Regions from separate parts of the Mus musculus genome. Here region 2 is linked to region 1. Evidence: chromatin contacts called from public HiChIP or PLAC-seq data. All regions are on one chromosome and are shown on one strand. The core of a region is the stretch at or near the end of the contact, and the rest is flanking DNA. Distances in the headings are between cores, read along the strand shown. Region 1 has its middle 7.4 kb from the start of Gm40632. Region 2 overlaps Crybg1 (crystallin beta-gamma domain containing 1).

Region 1 (5,860 bases), core at 1,976-4,475:
TTATTCACATGTATGCTCTGTTCACATGTATGCTATATTCACATGAGTGCTGTATTCACATGTGTGCTCTATTCACATGTATGTTCTGCTCACATGTATGTTCTATTCACATGTATGCTGTACTCCTCTCCTTCATGTGTCTACCTATTTTAAAAATGGGAGTTCCTCCCAAAACCTTTGAGGACAAAGAAACTATTGCTCACTATTTCCTTGAGCTGAATGTTCTGGGTGGCCCTTGTACCACTGAGGCGTGAAAGAGAGTGCTTGCTGGAGATGGGAGGTAGACTAACTTCACCCCTAATAAAAACAGAGCCCAGAACACTCACAGGCAGGTGAGGCCCACAGAACCTGTAAGCCTAGTTCATTCTGTGTCCCCTTGTCACTATCAGTGACCAGGACACCATTATGCTTTGCTTTGATAAGCTGAAGCTGGGGGAACTTTGGGGGAAACACTACTGAACATTAGAGAGCCAAAGGGAAATAAACCCAGAGAACAAGGAGACACAGTCTGCTTGGGAGACAGTGGCCTGATCAGACCATAACCAGTTTGTTGTGGGCCTTGGTCTGCTCTGGTCTCAATGGTGATCTGTGGTCAGCTTCAGCCATTTCAGTCCCAGATGAAAGCCAAACCATGGGTGTCCTTTGACCTGGTCGTCTAAGCTGGCCTCAAAGCCTCCAAAGCAAAATTGCAGAGAACTCCAACCCCCCACCCCCCCTTTATCTCTCTGTTCTTCCTCAACGCTCTCTCACAGGATGCGTTCCAACACTAGGTCATAGGTCACAGAGAGATGGAAGTGGCTTCCGGGGGGCATCACAGTGAGCCTGTCCTCTGAGCAGTGATCAAAGCTCCAGACTGCAGGCTGAAAACACAGCCGAGAGTCATGAATGCATGTCTGTACCTGCCTGCGCACCTGCGTGCAGAGTGTCTTTCTCAATAACTTCTACACCTTTTTAAAGGCAGGTTCTCTTGTTGAACCTGGAGTTCATTGGTTTGGGTAGAGTGGCTAGCCAGTGAGTTTCAAGGTTCCCCAGCTCTGGGGCTAGAGACACATAGCACCATGTGCTAGTAAGCATCCAACTATTTACATTGATGATAGGGATCCAAACAGGGGCTGAGCACTAGCACACAGGCACTTTATTGCCCGACCTATCTCCCCAGTTCCTAGATAGTCAACTCTTGGTGGACTGTCTTTCAGGAATTGGGAAGTTTTTCAGTGCTTAGAAAGAGACCTACTCTGGCACACACACCTCTGGCTAAGGTGTGCTTTCCCCCTCCAGCTGTGGGCACAGTTCAGCAATGGCAGGACAAGGTAGATCTCTGCAGCAGACTCTGCAGCTTCAGGCATCTCTGCACAAGAGCTGAGCAGAGAAGGAACCATCTTGGAGAGAGGCAGCACCCTGGTGCCTCTAAGATCCCACAGAGTGGCAGGCATCTTTTCTCATCCTCTCCACAGACTGTGCTCTGGCATCCTTGGATTAGTGGAAGTTTCTCTGGTTGCTATAAAACCTTTAGAGTAGAGAAATTCTCTTCTGCCTACTTCTCAGACCCAGCTCCAAAGCAAGCTCACATCCATTCCTTCCCTCTCGTGGTAAGGACGAAAATGAAAATGTGTCTCTCACATCTGCTCCTATCTGAAGTCTTGATCTTCTCACTGTTCCCCTCCCCCACCCCCAACACACACACATCTTTTTTTTTTTTTTTTTTTTTTTCCCTTCCTAGAAACTTCTTATCTCTTGCCATCCCTGGGAGTTTCTCTGAAGGAAGGAGAGCCAGCTTTCACCAAATGTCACGTAGATGCGGCTGTGTCTCCTTGGGAGCGGGTGGGTGTGTGGGGACAGGGCTGCTGCCTCACCTGTTCCCTCCCTCCCATCCCCCACCTTACCCCCGGGAAGGGACAGGCCTTTCCTGGCTAAGGTAATGAGGATTTCTGGCCAAGACTAAGGGGGTTGTCCTTGGCCCCAGAAAGTTCTTCCAGAGAGACTCATCACTGCCATAGTTACCAGACACTGTTTCTTCAGCAATGGTTTGTATAAACTTTGCCAAATGCTGGCTTGGATTCCAAATGAGGATGAACATCCCTGTGCTACCTTAGCAAAAGACAAATGGCACCTGACAAATCAAAAGGTTACAACACATGAGCAATTCCCAAAGCCAGAACCATTTACCGCCTTAGGTTTGGTTGGAGCTTGGGGGACTTCTGTAGATAAAAGACAGATAAATTACTGAATGTTCAGTTGCTCTGAGATAATGCTTTGCAAAGATTTACAAACTGGAAACTTGAAGGAATCTTTGCTAACCTTACTATGTAAACTCTATGCCTTTCATGAAGAATGTTTTATTGCCCTTCAAACTATGTTTGGTAAGTAAAGTTTGACTTCTGAATTAGAAGTCAGAGAGGAGAAAGTGCTTTAAGGTACCGATGCTGAAAAAAACAACCTATAAAGATGACACAGGATAACGAACTTACTCCCTACACAAGTACTATATAAACTGTCTTTTAACAGTCTGCAGATAAACCTGGTATCCTTTGTCTGATTACATTAAATTGAAGTTTTATTTTGAGACAGTATTAGCTGTGTGTCTCAGACTGGGGGTGTGTCTTCATGCCGGGCCTATCTTTCAATGAGCTCTGGAAAGAGGAATATGGACTTCTATGCCTGGCTCTATATTTTTGTTTTAAACATTTAAAGAAGTTGTGACTAAAACGTACAAAACACCTTTGGTAAAAACATTTTGACAGCAGGGGAAATGAACGAGTCAAGCGGTTGGATCAAAACCAAGAGTTCAGTACACAAAAAGCTGGAAAGCATTACCAGCCCTCTTTCCGTAATATCACAGGCAGCTGCAATTAAAACTGACATATGTTTTAGGAATAATTGCAATAAAAAAAAAGAAATCAAGGAACTGAAATCATGTGATTCAGGCTGAAGATCGCCATGGGTGGGGTAGAAGTGAGGGAACCTTACAGTTGAGTGTAGTTATAAAGGTCTTTTGGTTCTGATAATATCGTCTTAGCACTTGTAAAATTTAAATAGGCAAAGCAAAAAGAAAAAGGAAAAAAAATCAGCAAAGTCTAGAAATATAAATGTATAAAATACACTGGATATTTTTGCTCTCTCCCTGAATAGCTACTTCCTCACCCCTCCCACGAGTCTCATACCACAACCTTAGCCTGCATATGAGGCAATTAGACAAGACAGGAGGAAAGAGGAAATTATACCCCTAGAATCTACAGAAGAGGAACTCACTATCTGGTCACTGGAACTCCGGCCCATCCCCTCTGTGCCACTCCCCCGCATCTGGACGTCCACTGTCTCATCAGTGAGCAATAGCTTTAACGGACACTTCACCCCACATCTGCACGGGAACAAGTAGTCCACTGCTAAATGTGTTTAGAAATAAAGCTATCTCCGTTCGGCAAAACTACTAAAGCGGGTTGCTTTTTCCTACGGCAAACACGGTTGCCATGGTCAGGTTCAGCCTACCCTTGTGAAACCATCAGATAGCTGAGTTGGGAAGTGACTCAGCTCCCAGAAGGTGGACTGAGCCCACACCCTCACACCACTACCTAAAATGTCTCCCTTAGGCTTTATTATTAATTTTGCTGAAGAGATCTATAATTGGCCAGCATTTTACACGCACGCTCGTTTCTTCCGTTTCAAAATTGGTAAAGTAAAGCCCACTCCTCCCGTTTATAGTGGAACCAAAGTGCAGGTCCTAGCGCCTCTTCATCTTCATCAGCCCCGCTTCCGGCTGCCCTTCCCCTCTCTCACATGTGAATCTTTATTCCTCTTCCATTGAGGTCCCCATGCGCAGCTCCACTTATAAAACAGGGCTCTGTTTGCTTAGCAGCCCCTCCTAGGTAACAGGGCCGTCGTGGTGGCAGACCCCACCCAACAGTGAGCCCTAGATCCCAAGGGAGTCGCGGCGACTGCGGCGCTCTCCTCTACGGTCGATACAATGCGAATCAGATAGATTGTATGAGTCCCTTCCCGTGTCCGCAGGAATGTGCAGGGCTAGTTCAACACCTTTGGGCCCATTGTCTCCTACCTGTTAGCGGTTAGCTAACTGTAAATCTATACAGTGTAGGCCCTGTGTTAACAAGTGAAAGTCATGGGAGATTTTAAAACTGTCTCTACGCTTCCTCCCCGGTTTCTTCAGAGGCACGGTTCTAGAAAGGGGGCGTGCCTCACTTCATCCTTCTCTATCACGGCTCTGGCAGAAACTACCCAAGATTTTGAGCCGGTTCTGAATATATCTCTGTAAATGTTGATACTTTTTTAAGGAGATGGTTTCCATTCCCACGGGGAGTCGGACATACTTAGTGACCCACTTCTAGGGAAGTGGGGACCCACTAGGACTCACTTCTTCATGTGCGGCTTGGCGCACATGGTGGGTTATCACCTCCCATCTTTACTTTACTTACGTTAGAGTACACTGCATCTCTTTCTTGGCTTACTTGCATGGAGTTAGAGCACACAGAGGGAGAACTGAAGTCTCCTCCACTAGACATATTAGAAATGCACCCTAACTTGAGTGACAGCTGGACCACGCCCACACCCACACCCTCCCCCGTGAGAGGCCTCAGCCGGAGCTGCTTCTGATGCCTGACCCCCAGTGTCTGTGAGAATTACAGACATGTGAGGTTTTGAGCAGCTCTGTCCTGGGGTAATGGTGATAGAGTCATGTATCATTAACACAGCCACCCAGATAGCAGATCTAATAATGGCCTCGTTTCCACTCCCTGCTTAACTAAAATTGGAGTGTTCATGTCACCCTTTTCTTGTTCTCTGTTCCCTTGCAGAGTCACAGGCCATTCTTCTCCCTTGCCTTCTGCAGGGCCCCAGGGTGCCACCTTTCTTGTCCCTCTGGGTCCCCATGCTCTGTTCTCCTCTCAGCTCCCATTCCACATATGCTGTCTTATCTGATATTATGGTTTTGTTTACACTATATCCCTTTGATGGAGTGCTAACTCAAACTCTCAGAGGCAAATGGAAAAAATATTGCCTCCTATTGAGGAATACTGCCTGGAGTGAGCCATAAAATTCCTCAAAGATCTGTAAGAATTTGGACCCAATGCAACATTACCGAGGCTAGATTCCATCCACACTTGAGGGAAGATGGGACCACAAGTCTCGGTCCCACCAACACAACATTAAGTAGCAGAGAAGTCTCTCTCCAAAAGAGGAGATAACAGTTGGACAGTGTGGGTCTCCCTTCTCCCTGGGGGTCACTGGCCACTGGCCCGAGAGGACAAAGGGAGTGGAGGCGGTGAGCAGGGTTTAGATGGCTGTGAGTGTGGCCAATGGACTTCCAGAGACCACTGCAGCGAGACAGCACTTGATTGTTCCAGGATTAGAGTATACAAGGGCTTTTAGGGGTGTAGGTGGTCACAATACAGTACCTAACTATCATGCGGGCGAGCGGGAAGCCAGACCGGGTCTTGTGAGCTGAGCTAAACAGCTCTACAGAAGGTCATTCTTCAGATAAGGCCTGGCGTCTGTACTCAGGGATACTCTCCAGGCAAGGTCAGGCAGAGAAAGGGGAGCCCTCCAGAGAATGGGAGTCCTCCATTTTGTACTGAGGTCAGAGAACCATCCAGTCAAGGGGCATTGCGACCTTGAGAGCAGGGTTCCAACAGATAGAAATGGCAAACACCCACCATACTGTTGTAGACAACTGGCTCTCCCGTTGACCCTCCTGCTTCTCTCTGGCCGTGGTCTGCATAGCAAAGAACCAGACAGCTCTAGCAGGAGATCTGGGCACTGTGTTTGGTAGGAAGGGTTGTGGTAGGAAAGTGTCATGCACCATACATCATATAGCTCAGGAAAATGAAATTATTCCTACAGTTTTAGAGGC
Region 2 (6,369 bases), core at 2,445-4,944, 340 kb before region 1:
GTTCTAGTATGAATTAATTGGAAAATTAAACATTTTTCCATTTCCTAGGAATAAATTTCACTATTTTCTGACACATTTAAAATCTGCTTAAACTGGCACATTTAAGTTAGGAGGTCTCAAGATTCCCTAGGTATCTCAAAAGCAGCCTGAAGCCACAGTCCTGCAGTCTAAAGAGCTTGTCCGTTTCTCTGTGTGGCTGCCACCTAACACACACACACACACACACACACACACACACATAAACACACATTCATACACACACACATACACACACACACACGGGCACACACATACACACACTCACACATACACATTCATACACACACATTCATACACACTCACTCATGCACACATATACACACTCTCGAGCACACACACACACACACACACACACACACATAAACACACATTCATACACACACACATACACACACACACACGGGCACACACATACACACACTCACACATACACATTCATACACACACATTCATACACACTCACTCATGCACACATATACACACTCTCGAGCACACACACACACACACACACATAAACACACATTCATACACACACACATACACACACACACACGGGCACACACATACACACACTCACACATACACATTCATACACACACATTCATACACACTCACTCATGCACACATATACACACTCTCGAGCACACACACACACACACACACACACACACACACACACACACACACACACACACTTCCACTCTGTCCCTGTCTAATGTGAGTGCAGCTGAGCCAGGTTGGCCTTTTGCTGTTGTTCTCTCTGCTCCAGCATATTCCTAATCTCCCTCATGTCATTTAGAAATGAATTGCTGGCTCCGGAACTAGCCCTTGCTCCCTTAACCCTTCGATTCTGAGACTCCATGGGTCTTTATTGAATTGTAATTACTCTTGATCTTTGGAATGAGTTGTGTCCAGACCATTCCTTTTAAAAGTATATAAAGAACACACCTTTCAGTTCTGAGCCAAATAAAAAGGACTGAGCCCACTACTTTGTATGAGCATAGTTCTGTTTCCCAGTCTGGCTAAACTTTAATTAGAACTTCACTGGCTAGTCATTTAATTATGTAGTCAGGACATGCACAGGGTAAGAAATACTTCCGCTATACTATCTGCCAAATCCCTATCTCCTTTAGTCACACACTGTGCACAAGGGGGGAAAAATCACCAAATTATGATTGCACGTCTCAATTGCAAAGCAAATTTATTCAGCCTGACAGTTATCTTTGTGAGAAAAAGGAAATATCTGGGAAACTGCTTAGTTGAAAGGAGATGTTTTGGGTTATCTGCTACTTCTAGCAAGCGACACAGAATTGAGGTCCCAGCCCTGGGAGCATGCTGACTTGTGTAATTGAAGAAAGCCGTGAAAGGTCATGACAAAGTGGGTGAGGTTGGGAACCACGGGCTCTCAACAATGTTCTTCCCCTGCCTCTTCCAGTTGTGTGTGTTAGTCTGCAATCCAGAATTCTGCATCTCTTTTTCTTTTCTCCCTCTTCCCTCCCTCCTCCCTTCCTACCTTCAATCCTCTTGTCCTTTCTCTTTATTGTTTGTGTTGATATTTCGAGACTGCTGGAACTCACAATTCCCCTGCTTCCGCCTAGAAGGCATACTACACTAGATGACCACACCTGCTGCATTTTTCCTTAAAGGAAATTCTCAAGGTTATATCTACTTCAGCTCCACATACCCTTGTTGACCTCTGGCCAGGACTAGTGAGCATTTGGCTGGCCCTAGTCCAACCCTTTCTCTAGTGGGCCTGAGAGGGCAAGAGGAGGAGGAAGCCATGGTCAAGGCCAGATCCTCAACTCGAGGCCTAACTAGGGGAGAGGAGAATCCGTTACCCCATCCTAGTCCCTCCCTTTGCACCCCTGTATGTGCCTCCCACTGCTCAAACCTAATTAAAATTAAAAGGCAAGGGGTTCAGTTTCTGTGTTTCATTATGGTTGGGGTAAGACACACACACAAGGGCAAAGTGGGGTGAGCCAGCCGCCATACCCGGAACACACTTTACACTTTACAGTTGTAGAAGAACTCCATCCCAAGAGTGGGCTGGCCTGCCAGCTACTCCATCCCAGCCATTGCTGCACAGCCAGGTCTAGGGACAAGCAAGGCACACAGGTGGGAAGCATGCAGTGCAGCCAGCCCAGTGGCTTAGCTGACATGCATCAGGCCATACAGCAAAGACTCGTCTCTAACAAAGGACTACAGTGCACGACCTGGGAAAAGTATGGAGCCAACATTTAGAAAGTCTGAGTGTGTTTAGGAAAACTAATCTCTTTGGACTGTTGCTCACCTTTATAAGGTAAAGAGAAACTTATGGCATAAAGTGGATGGATGGTCAATTGTTATTCACGAAATTAATGAGAAAATTATTTCATAATTCAAAACGTCTTCTTTCAATTGATCAGGTGTTAGTGGCTTAATCAGGTATGGTTGCCCATGCCTGTAATCCCAGCACTTCCTAGGCTAAGGTAGGAGGACTGCCAAAAATTTGAGGCCAACTATTTAGTGAGTTCCAAGCCAGCCTGAGCTAAAGGGTGAGATCCTGTCTCAAACAAAAGTGTTGATGGCTTTAAAAACTGAGATTTCACTCCGGCTCTGTAAAAAAGTAATGATCTAAGTCACGTGAGATAGCAAACACCTGTAATCCCAATACTCCGGATATGAAGGCAGAAGGACCAGAAGTTTAGGGCTGTGTAGCAAAAAATGAGGGCCAACCAACTAAACAAATGATCTGAAGAAAATTCTTTCCTGAAACTGGAAATCTGTTTTTGATTTGCCGTTAATTTTTTAGTCAGAGTTTGAAATAATGGGCTTTGTCTCAACATCTTAATATATGATAGGTTTAGCATTATACTGCTCATAATCTACCTTTACTCCTAGATGGACCCCATGACTTTCATGTCATCAAATCTGGATTCCACATTTGAGAGGATGCATATAAATATTTGTCTATCTATGTCTGGCTTGCTTCACTTAATGTGGTTTCCTGTTCCATCTGTCTCCTTCTTTGCTATGGAATAAACTCTATCATAAATGAGCGTCTGTGAGATGTGTGCTGACTAAGATGCCTTTGCGGGTATGCCTCCGATGCCTCCATGCTTTCGGGGGTATGCCTCCGTGCCCCGTAGTGGCATATTATGACTGTAGTGCTTCATAGCAATTCTTCTGCCAGCTGCCCTAAGGTGCCTTTGGGGGAAGTGCTAAGGATGGAACCAGGATCCGGAGCTTCCAGACAAGTGCTCTTGCATTGCCTTGCATCCCGCACAGGGAATCTGCCTTTTAAAAGAAACTCTTCACACGCCTTTAATCCCAGCACTCCGGAGGCAGAGGCAGGCGGACTTCTGAGTTCGAGGCCAGCCTGGTCTACAAAGTGAGTTCCAGGACAGAAACCCTGTCTCCCAAAAAAAAAAAAAAAAAAGAAACTCTTCAGAAGGGTGGACATTTAACCCTTTCGAAATGAAAGCTTTTTATAATCAGGAACACCACTATTTTGGACATCACTAAGTATGGGAATTAAAGAAAAGAGACATGAACCAGAGGCTCTGTCACTCTTTTTTACAGAATAGTACAACTGATTTTACATGATAGGTTGTGGTGCTGTTTGACTCTCGTGACTTTTTTCGTAATAACACGGAGGAGGAAGTGAAGGGAACACAGTGGTGAAAAGCACAAGAGGAAGGGTTAGCAGACACGGAAGGGATAATAGAAGCAGTGGCAAATGTTAGAGAGAGCCGAGCTATCGAGCAAGCAAGAGCCCCACCCAGGGATCCTTGGCGGAGAGATGATGGAGGGAAGACCCAGAGGCCAAGTGTGCCACCTGTTGCACCATTTGAATTGGACTATAGATCAAGAGCTGTCACATGGAACAACTCCACGAGCTTCTCTATTCCAGGACTGCCTCCCACTGACCGGTGCCTGTTGCCGTCTGTAACAGCCTTGGGAGAAACTGCTGTCATAGCTCAAATGTAAAAACAGAGCATCTCTGTTCATCTCTGAACCACTAAAGGGTCTCTAACTGTAGTTCCAGATGCTGCAGAAGCTAAGGCAGAAGGAGCCCTTGAGCCCGAGGCCAACCTTGGCAATACAGTGAAACATCACCTCAAAAAAAAAACAGAACAGCAAAACCCAACCAATCCAAACAAACAAAAGCCATTAAAACAAAGCAAACAAGCACCCTCGCCCCAGAAATGGCTAAACAATTAAGAATCTATCTTGAGGACAGAAAGTGGATTATATATAATAGAAACACATTAAATTTAAAATGAAAAAGATCAGTACTTGATAGGCCCACTTACGTGGTGAACATTTCCTTTCTTTGCATCAATCTGTATACCTACATTAGCAGGAGCATCAAAAGGCAAGATGCATGATAGGTGAGTGGTAGTTTATATCTAATAAGGAGCCAGGTCTGTCTGAGGTCTGTGAGAACCATGTCTGGACCCTCCCTTGAATGTAATTTCCCGTCTCTGAAGCTGTACTGAGATGATATGCAGCTGTACGCTTAGTGTGAAGGAACGGAATTTTAATTTTAATTGAAATTGTGCTGAACTACAGAATTCATATCAAGTACTGGGCCAGCCAGGGCTACTTAGTGATATCCTATGTTGAAACCAAATAGCAATCAAAAGAATGAAAAATCTTTCTTGGTTTTTGTGTATTTCTCTCCCACAACCTAGCTCTCTGAGATTTTTCTCTCCAGTTGTGAACTATTTCTTTTCTTTCTCCATCCCTGGCTCCCCCCATCTGTTCTTTAGTTAGCTGTCACATGGTTCTAAGATATTTCTCACTTTCAGAATAACTGAGAGGGTCTCATTTACCCAGGGCTTGCCTCAAACTCTGTGTGTAACCAAGGATGACCTAGAACCCCTGGGTTTCAACCTGTACTTCCCAAGTGCTGGGATAACAGTCACCAGCCACTAAGTCCACTCTTTGTGTCAGTGCTGGGGACAAGACCCAGTGCTTCATGCTTGCTGGGAAAGTCGAGGAACTTCCTGAGTCCTAGATATGACTGACTTTTACTGAAGGAACTTTTAAACTTTTTAAAACTTTGATAATTGAAGACTAAAGTAGCTTAAACCTATATTTTGAAGGACAGTATAGCTCAGAGGCCCAGACATTGACAGGGCCCCAGATTCAATTCCCAGTGTAGCAAAATAAATAAATAATAAAAATATTTAACTTCCCTATTTTTAAGCCATACATTAAGGATATGATATATACATATATATGTAATATATATATTTAATTAAGAAAAAAGTATTTGACCAGAACAAATGCCAACCCTGAAAGCATACGCTATGATCCTAAGGCATTATACAGTAACCTAGCTGACCGTTTCATTTATAACACCATTTCAATTGTTCCTTCCTCAGGCTGAAGGAAGATTTCATTCAAAAATTAACAAACTAAGCACTTCAAAAATCACATTTGTTTGTTTTTTAACAGTTGTTCTTGTACATGGGTGACCACATTCTAGAAGGGACCAGAGGTAAGGACATGAAAGGTCTCAGTGGGCTTTCTTGAGTCAGAGTTGGGCCAGGAACGGGCAGGCAAACTGAAGCAGCTTATCAGCTGGTGGCTGCGCCGATTTGCAGACACACCCCCCCCCCTCTCTGGCAGATGGAATTCTTGACCACACTAAGTCTTGGGCATAAAAGATTCTGATTCTGTTTGTCAGACCTCAGCCATGTTTCCAGTCATCCTCAAGCACAAACGTTGGTACCTCCTTGAAACTGGTACCGATCAGGTGCCCAGGGTTGTTAGAAGCAATAGATGCTCAGTCCGGAGACCCCTGTGCTAGTGGCTAGACATGTAGACTAGGAATGCTTCCTTCTGATGAGGGGCTCACCTTATGTAGGACACGAAAAGTAGACATTTATGAATGACTTTTAAATGTTGGCACGCTTTCAAGTAATGTGTTCAACACAATTTTCTCAGCCTTTAAACATGATTTTTAGGTAAATTACTTTAAAGTTGATGTCAACGACTCCAATTAGTAATCTCAACAAAAGTAAAAGTAGTTTTGCATGCTTGTACGTCTGTTTTGGGCAGACTGCAGTTAGTTGACTGTTTATCCTGAATGTTCTGGTCTTTGGCTACCTGTCAAATGAGGCAATGGGGCAACATCAGGTTTACAGCAGCACAGGGTGCCATTTACTAAGGGGCACTTTGCTGCCACACCAAAAGGGCTGAGTTTCACATCACAGCATTTTAGCCATGGCCACCCTGGTTTCTCCACACTGCTGGACTGTGACCTTGTTGTGGATAAGTCTAAGGTCCCTCCCCTGATGAGCTCCACTGAATATTAACCAAAAAGAACACTCTAAAACA

The links. HiChIP or PLAC-seq counts read pairs in DNA pulled down with a chosen protein or histone mark.
Region 2: a contact with region 1 is called in an H3K4me3 HiChIP or PLAC-seq map of bone marrow-derived macrophages, with 5 times the contacts expected there. The contact joins two enhancer-like sites. A contact is called at or near these places in 1 of 115 datasets of contacts at active chromatin or transcription factors (bone marrow-derived macrophages) and 1 of 9 other capture datasets (adipose tissue).

The regions. Positions count from the first base shown.
Region 1 is chr10:43,665,481-43,671,340 of GRCm38.p6, reverse strand. No RefSeq gene overlaps it. Among named protein-coding and RNA genes, the nearest start is that of Gm40632, 7.4 kb to the left of the region's middle. Within about 2 kb of position 3,225, at least 90 of the 459 cell types and tissues checked have an H3K27ac peak or open chromatin away from gene starts, as enhancers often do. A contact at or near this core is called in bone marrow-derived macrophages, where this site is marked.
Region 2 is chr10:44,008,951-44,015,319 of GRCm38.p6, reverse strand. The region is part of intron 2 of Crybg1 (crystallin beta-gamma domain containing 1); the gene reads left to right. Among named protein-coding and RNA genes, the nearest start is that of Gm40636, 44 kb to the right of the region's middle. Within about 2 kb of position 3,694, at least 12 of the 459 cell types and tissues checked have an H3K27ac peak or open chromatin away from gene starts, as enhancers often do. A contact at or near this core is called in bone marrow-derived macrophages, where this site is marked.